2 separate regions of the Mus musculus genome follow, and region 2 is linked to region 1. The links are chromatin contacts, called in public HiChIP or PLAC-seq maps. All regions are on one chromosome and are shown on one strand. Each heading gives the region's core, a stretch centred on a gene start, on an enhancer-like site or on the middle of the called end of the contact. The rest is flanking DNA. Distances are from core to core; before and after follow the strand shown. Region 1 has its middle 20 kb from the start of Gm41996. Region 2 has its middle 20 kb from the start of Gm33273.

Region 1 (3,838 bases), core at 641-3,140:
GTGAAGCAAGCCCTCTCCCCCCTCTCCCCCCCCTCCTCTCCCTTCCCCTCCTCCTCACTCCCCCTCTCTCATCCCTCCCCACTCTCTCCCTCCCCTCCCCCTCTTTCCCTCTCTCCCTTCCTCATTTTGGTTCTTAGACAAGATCTCATATGTAGCTAAAGCCAGCCTCAAACTTCTCGGTACTGGGATTTTAGGTGTGAGCTACCATGCCCACCTTTGCTGGTGAGTTTCCTATGAGACCATATGATAAACACACTGGTGATAGAAATGCACACACTAGTGATAGAAACACTGGTGATAGAAACACTGGTGATAGAAACACTGGTGATAAACATGCTGGTGAGAGAGACACTGGTGAGAGAGACACTGGTGAGAGAGAGAACAAAGGCGCACACAAAAGGCCCTGATTGACCCATCACAGCAGCTCTCTGCCTGTTCTCAGGCTCATCAGTGAACTAGTGAACATACTGTCCCTGAGCTAGACCTGCGCACACAGAAGACCTTCACCCTCGATGCCATTGTCACGCCTAGCCAGCAGCACATGCGAGCCCTAGTCAGATGCTGGAAGCATCCCTGTGGGTACTCCTTGCTGTTATAGGAGCATTCCTCATATCTCAATAAGCCCCATGCTTTACTGCTGGCGGTATACATTCCTAACAAAAGGTTGGGGGTGTTTATAGTTTGTTGGAGCTATGTGTCAACAGATTCCTTCCAAACTTCTAAGAAGAGCATTACCTCAAATTATTTTTACCACAAAAAGACCATCTTTAAAAAATGGTCTTCTGGTTGCTGCTGTTTCTGTTTCAAACGGTCAAGTGTAGAAGAGTTTGGTGAGTTTGCAGCTCCTGCTTGCCTGGACTCTTCTCATTCTGGGCCATGCCAACCACGGTCTGGTCCCACCGTGGGACTCAGGACAAATGGACTTACCTGGCACTCTCCTTTTTCAGTCAAGAAGGTTTTGAAATTTATAGCTTAGATGCTCTCAGCCTAGATAGCAACATACCTGCATCTCCCATATTATTTGTATGTCATTTTTAATGTTGTTAGTTTTTCAGGCTTAGATTCCTGGGTCAAATATTTAATAAGTGATCTGGGCTCAAAGGCTGGTTTAATAAGACATTTAAATTGGCCACTGAAAAAGGTGGTTCTGGATCCTTGTGAAAATTGCTAAGCTACAAGCTCAAAAGCCTCTTTATGTCTTCTGAGGTGACTTCCCCAAAGAATGTAAACACAGAAGACTGACTTTGAGGTCAGGAGGTTTCAATGATAAAGGGACTTTTGCTGTCTGATCCCTAAGCTGCATTGCTTGGTGCGGCTTCTCTGCTGAGACATCCTGAGAGTATCAGATGACTCACTCAGGCCTGACTGATTTAACCACACACAGCTCACACAGATCGGCTCCTGCTGTATACTCAGTCGGATGCTTGGATGCCTGCCTGCTCCTGAATTACTTTTTTTCTCTCTCTCCATGCTTGCCCAGGGTATGACATTTTTTCCCCCAGAGACAGGACAACCGGTACTTGGCATAAAAGAAGAATTCCACTTTCCGATGACACAGGGACATGGATATCTCTGGGTGTCAACAAGCAAGTCTTTCTATTTCTCCCTCTCCCATTTCAACAGATCTCATAGTTTCTAAGCATGGGCACGGCACGTAAAGGGTCTGTGCCAATCCATGTTGCCCTTGGTGAGGTAAAGCCTACTTCTACTGGCTTGTTCTGGAGTATAGTGGGTTATGCCCTGGAAAAGGCTGTCACTTCTCTGAGCTGAGATCAAACCCAGGGCCTCACAGGCTCTAAGCCAGCGCTCCACCTCTGAGCTCTGCTCACAGTTCAGTTACCTAGTTTAACTCGATTGTCTCCTACTTCCTGTAATCTGCTCTCTGCTGCAGAAGAGGTGGAAAGAAGAAAAGTGAAACAGAAAGTAAGAGGTGGTGGTGTGGAAAGGGATGCGGGAGGCAGTACTGAAGGCCAGGTACAGTACAGGAGGGTGAAAGGGTCCCGAGCTCCGGCCTTCATGCCCACCCCAAACCCCTCCCAACCATTTTAAGCACAGTGCACAGGCCTGCGCTTATCGATATACAGCCTGAAGCTGTTGTTCTCCATCGGAACTGTTTAAATGTCATCTAGAAGGTTCTGAAGCTGCCTAGTGTAGTACCACGCCCTAACTTTAGTCAGGATGGCTTAATGGGTGAAATGCAGATGGGGCAGCATCTTTACAAACACTTCACCAGGGTCAAGTCCTAGGGGAGCTTCAGGGGTCCTTAAAAGTGGGGACCCCCACTTTGCATCTTCTCCTTGGGAGGCTGGGAAAGTCCTAAAGGCTGTTCAGCAAAGACGAAATCCCCACTTCTGTTTTGTGAAAAGGAAAGAGGAGCTGGGGGTGGTCGCCCTGGGAAGCCCCTAGCTCACAGAATTCTCCTAACCTCTCCACAGTTGCTGCCACTGGGGGCCTCCCAATGGGTGGGAACACTGCTTCTCCTGGCTCCTCAAAGCCTTTCAGGACCTTTGGAGATTTTACAATGGACCTTTTCTCAAGCGAGATTTCAGAGAAGCTGTCCCGTGATTTTCTGATTTGGCATGGATTGAGACCTGTCTGTCCAGCAGTGCGAGGCTTCTGTGGGGTTTGTAGTGCATTTCTTCAGCATAATCATAGTATGGTTTACAAGTGTCATGGGTGCAGACAGAATGCAATCCGCTTTAACACTGCGTTTGCACTGTCAAGGTCTTGGGGCAGTTAGAACCTTTCTAGCAGAGTGCTCTCCTGAAAGCAGGGACATTCAAAAACGCATAGTTGAGTGCACTCTACAGACTGCAAATCACTCTTGAGAGACACAATGTTAATATGGTATAGTTTAGATAAGTTTTTCGATCTAGAACTGATCCCCGTTGAGAAGTGACTCACCTGGGGCTGGGATATAGCTCAGTGATAGACCTGACCTGTAACTGTGTGTGGGCCCTGGGTCCCATTGCTAGAACTCAAAATGAGTGAATAAGTGAATGAATGAATGAATGAATGAATGAATGGAGGAGTGGGGGAAGAAGAATAGATCAACTTTATTTTTTCATTTTAGAAATGTATAGAGAAAATGATGCACGTCTTTAATCCCAGCATTCAGGCGGCAGATGGATCTTTGAGTTCAAGGCCAGTCTGATTCACAGAGTGAATTCTAGGACAGCCAAGGCTACACAGGGAAACCCTACCTTGAACAAAATAAAAACTAAATAAATAAAAAAACAAAAAAACAAAAAACAAAAGTCCCACTGGGTGGTGGCGGCCCATGCCTTTAGTCACAGCACTCAGGGTCTCTGTGAGTTTAGGGCCAGTGTCTACAGATCTTGTTAGGAGTAGCGCTTCACACAGTCACAAAAGCCTACATTGTCTCAGACCCTCGGTGTGTTTAGTGTGTTCTGTTCAAAACAAAACAAAAATCAAACCAATATAGCACCAGCTGTGTGTGTGCTGCTGCATACCATTCTGGAACTGAGACGGGAGGAACAGCACCTGCTTTTAGTTTAACAGTTTTGTGTGTCACTACATTGTGTGTGTGTGTGTGTGTGTGTGCGCGCGCGCGGCACGCGCACACGCGCACATGTGTGACCATAGGCAGTGGCAATCAAGTGAGCATAAACTGTCATTGTAGAATTCAAGGTCTAAGTCCTGTCATTCTTGGATATGAGGTATAAAGGTCAAGCCTATCAGAGTGAAGAGGGCCTTCAGAGGGGAGCTACTCTGCTGGGGTGATCCTGAACACTGGGGTGCTAAAGCTTTAGCATCAGCTACCACAATTAGTTCTTTTCAGGTGGCTGTTAACCATGGAGCATCCCCAAGCCCGCTG
Region 2 (3,768 bases), core at 1,100-3,599, 710 kb after region 1:
TTCTGGATCAAGCTCACTGTCTGGTGAACTAAGGCTCCAGTGGAGGACGTATGCCTAGAATAGCTTTATAGAGCGACATGCGACAGAGTTGGAGGTGTCCTGCAATAGGGTGTGAGAGGTGGAGGCAGGGGTTTAGCTTTCGTTGTGGTTGCAACAGGAAGCCACTCACACTTTCCAAGCACAAGAGTCTCAAGATCTGATTCCTGCATGAAACAGCACTTGTGCACAGTTGCTGTACCATCTGCAGTTACCACTGAAAGGTGGTTTGCAGACTGAGGTCCCCAGTGTCCTCCCTGAGGGATCTACTACAGAAGTGTGGGATAAACAGGACCACTGCCTGGGGTGATGCTATAGAGCCAGATTGGTGGCAAGCACTTGGAATCCAGACTCCTCTCAGAAGGAGACTGAACAACTGAGCCAGCGAATCAGTACAGAGTGACACTGGAATGGTTTCTCTGGAAACTCAAGTCAAAGAGCGAGTGAGAGGCATTGGTCTAGAGGTTACCTCTTCCAGGGAACTGAAGCAGAGAGTGGAAATGAAGAGCTAAAGGTGCTATAACCTGTGCTCGAGTGTGACAAGAAAGCACTTTGCAAAGAGTAGAGCTTCCAGATACAGGGGAAATTGGTAGCACAGTGACTGTGCCAAAGCTGCCCGCTCTGCTCCCTTAAGCTAGAAAAGGCATGCAGACTCAGCCAGCAAGAGCATACACACAGTACAGTAAGAGGCTGCATTTCCTGTATTTTAGCTGCCTGTTTTCCTACTTATATGTGATGATCCATCTGCAGGATTAGGAGTACTGGATGAAACAGAGGGAAAAGTAAAGAATCTAAGTTTGATTGAAAATTTGATTCAATTTGATTTAAATTAATGAGAACACAACTATAAATATGACCACAAGTTTCTAGGGAGAAATAGTTATTTGAAGCAGGGGAAGTAAGTCCCATTCCTAAGATAGCTGGCTGAAAGTGTTTAGGCTTTGGCTTCGAAGGTGTTTGTTTGCATGTTTGCATTTGAACCCCAGAAGGTGTGGTCTTCAGGAGGTTCATTTAAATAGAAGGAATCAGCAGGGCACAGATTAGACACAGGTTAAGGGAAGTTGTAGCATTTGTCAGCATCAAAGCTGTGCTGGGAAAGATTGTCCTCAGGGTGAGTCTCCTGGAAGGGTGGCCCTATTTAAAGTGTCTTAGTAAGATTATAGGAAGAATAGCAGGAGAAAGAAACACGTTTTGAAATGCCAATGAAACTATAATTAGCTCATTCGTCTCCCCCTTGAGCCATTTGAACTGTAGTCAAAGGCTAAAAGTGTGCTTTAGGTCTTCATTCTCCTTGAGGTCCGCGACCATAGCCAATGCATCTCCTGATTTGTGCTGAGCTCCCATAAGTGCTCAGAGCCCCTTTGGGGATGAAAACGACCAATGGTCTGGCGAAGGAGAAAGTGACAGTGGCTGTGTACTAAGGGAAACATTTTGGGCAGAGGAGAACTTTGATTTTTAAGAGAGGTAGAAATCAGATGATGCAGATGAACTGCAGCTACTAAGACGTAAGATTTCTTCTGGAACCAAGTGTTGGCAGGTGATTGAACATCATTGATCGATTTGTTGATCCAGCAATGCACTTAGCCTTGACTGTGTTCTAGGCATTGTGCTAAACCGTAAGCACACGATGAGAAATAAAGCTCGTGAACTCTCTACCCCTAGGAAGCTTATAAAAGTGTGAGGAAGATGCAGGATAACTGAGTGGGTAAGCAAATGGAAAAGACGTAGAGGAAATCCAGCTTGAGAAAGTTATAGGAGCAAACCTTTCTATGGATGGCCACTGAATCTGGATGAATCAGGGGTCCCAGGCAGAGTTTGCAAGGAGGTCACAAAAGGCTGATGTCTCAGCCAGGCGAGTGGCATGAAAGGCTCTGAGACAGGAAACAAACTGCTCTTTGAGGAACTGAAAGGAGGATTTGTAGCCCAATTTTGAGGCTTGTCTTTGAATAAAAATGAGACTCCCAAGCCGTAAGTGCTGGTACACTGTAATCCCAGCACCAAGGAGTTGGAGGCAGGATGAACATGAGTTCAAGGCCTGTCTGGGCTACATTCTGAGACCTCTCTCAAAAACAAACAAACAAACAAACAAACAAACAAACAAACAATAAAAGCAGGGCATGGGGCATCTGAGTGAAGATCTCCTAGAATAAGGGGATAATTAACAACCTCCGAAGGGCAAAGTGTCCCTGGTGACAGACATTTGGGGCACAATATGCATTTTAGAAGGAGAGACTGAGGAAGTCATAAGGAACTCAGCCAACACTTGAGCTTTTGGTCATGATAGGCACAATGAAGAGGATACAAAGGTTGTGATGACGTCAACGAGGAAACCAGAGAAGGCTTTCAAGAAGAAGCCAGCCAGCTAACATGGAACAGCTGCACCTCGAGCGCGTGAAAAGACCCCGAGATCTGCTTGGTTCTCTGTAGCTTTTCCTGGGTGTGAGAAGGCTCGGGCCATTCCCACTGTCCCGCATCACACAAGCACACCACACACGATCCTGTCCAGAGTTGTCCTGTGCCCCCCACAATACACACCTCATCCAGGAAGCCTAGGGCATTGCTCGTGAATGCTTCACTACCTCCCCTTCCTTTTCTCTCTCTACCTTTCTTTCTGTCGCCCTAAACAAATAATCTCTTCAACCCAGCTGCACTGCCAGTGGCATCTCCTCCTCAGTCTCCCCAGGTGCGTACTGGGAAGAGCTGTTGCAACGGAGGAAACCCAAACTGCCAAGAGCAGGAAACCTGTGTGAACGAGGAGGCCAGACCAGGAAATGGGTGTAGCACACTTCACCGCCAAACCAAAGATACGGTTCCACAACCTGCTGCCAGTTTCCGGCTGTGGGGCCTGGCAGCCTCTGGGCCAGGTACTCCCATCGTCCTCAGCGTGTGTATGCACTCTGACCAAATATGGAATCAAAGGCAAGACACGCATGTGAAATATAAGAGTTAAGTGCAGAGTTCAGTTTTCAAATCTAGCACAGATCTTATCACATTGTTATTAAAGATGCACTCAGTGCTATCGAATTATTTAATGTAGACCCAGTAAAATGTTCATGTATATTTTTATTGTAGAAGATGGTCATTTGTCCATAACTGAGTGCCACAAAAATAAACTAAGCACCAGTTATATGCCAAATAATCAGCTTGGAAACAGATGAATCAAGATGGTGATGCTTTGAGATAGGTCTTTTCAGCAAGAGGTGAAGGGACAGCTGACACACTGGCCACTCATTAGCAGCTCTGTGAGCTTGGGCGGCAACTTTGCCTTCTTTAGGCTTCAAGCTAAGTTAACCTCTAAAATGTATCTGTATCTGCTCTTCTGAATCTGCAGATTCGATGCACCAAGATTGAAAATCTTTTAAAATTGCATCTGTATCAATTTTTTGACTTTTGTTCTTATGGTCCCTCGAAGAATACAGCATCACAGGGCTCACACAGCATCTCCATTGTATTAAGAGTCTTGAAAGGGTTGAGGAGATGCCTCTGTCAGTCAAGTGGCTGCCACCCAAGCGTGAGGACCTGAACTCAGATCCCTAGCACCATGTAAGAAGCTGGGAGTGGCAGTGTGCACCATAACCCCAGGGCCAGGAGGAGGAGATGGAAGGGTTCCTTAGCCCAGTGGCCAGCCATTTAGATGGGTCAATGGTGGGCACTATCTCAAAGAATAAGATGGACAAAGGTAAGAAGGAAGACCTCTGCTGTTGATTTCTGGAGTCTATATTCATGTGTGTG

The links. HiChIP or PLAC-seq counts read pairs in DNA pulled down with a chosen protein or histone mark.
Region 2: a contact with region 1 is called in a BATF HiChIP or PLAC-seq map of CD8 T cells, with 5 read pairs. The contact joins two enhancer-like sites. A contact is called at or near these places in 2 of 115 datasets of contacts at active chromatin or transcription factors (CD8 T cells and bone marrow-derived macrophages).

What each region holds. Positions count from the first base shown.
Region 1 is chr3:9,152,496-9,156,333 of GRCm38.p6, forward strand. No RefSeq gene overlaps it. Among named protein-coding and RNA genes, the nearest start is that of Gm41996, 20 kb to the right of the region's middle. Within about 2 kb of position 1,891, at least 158 of the 459 cell types and tissues checked have an H3K27ac peak or open chromatin away from gene starts, as enhancers often do. A contact at or near this core is called in CD8 T cells and bone marrow-derived macrophages, where this site is marked.
Region 2 is chr3:9,863,107-9,866,874 of GRCm38.p6, forward strand. No RefSeq gene overlaps it. Among named protein-coding and RNA genes, the nearest start is that of Gm33273, 20 kb to the right of the region's middle. Within about 2 kb of position 2,350, at least 79 of the 459 cell types and tissues checked have an H3K27ac peak or open chromatin away from gene starts, as enhancers often do. A contact at or near this core is called in CD8 T cells and bone marrow-derived macrophages, where this site is marked.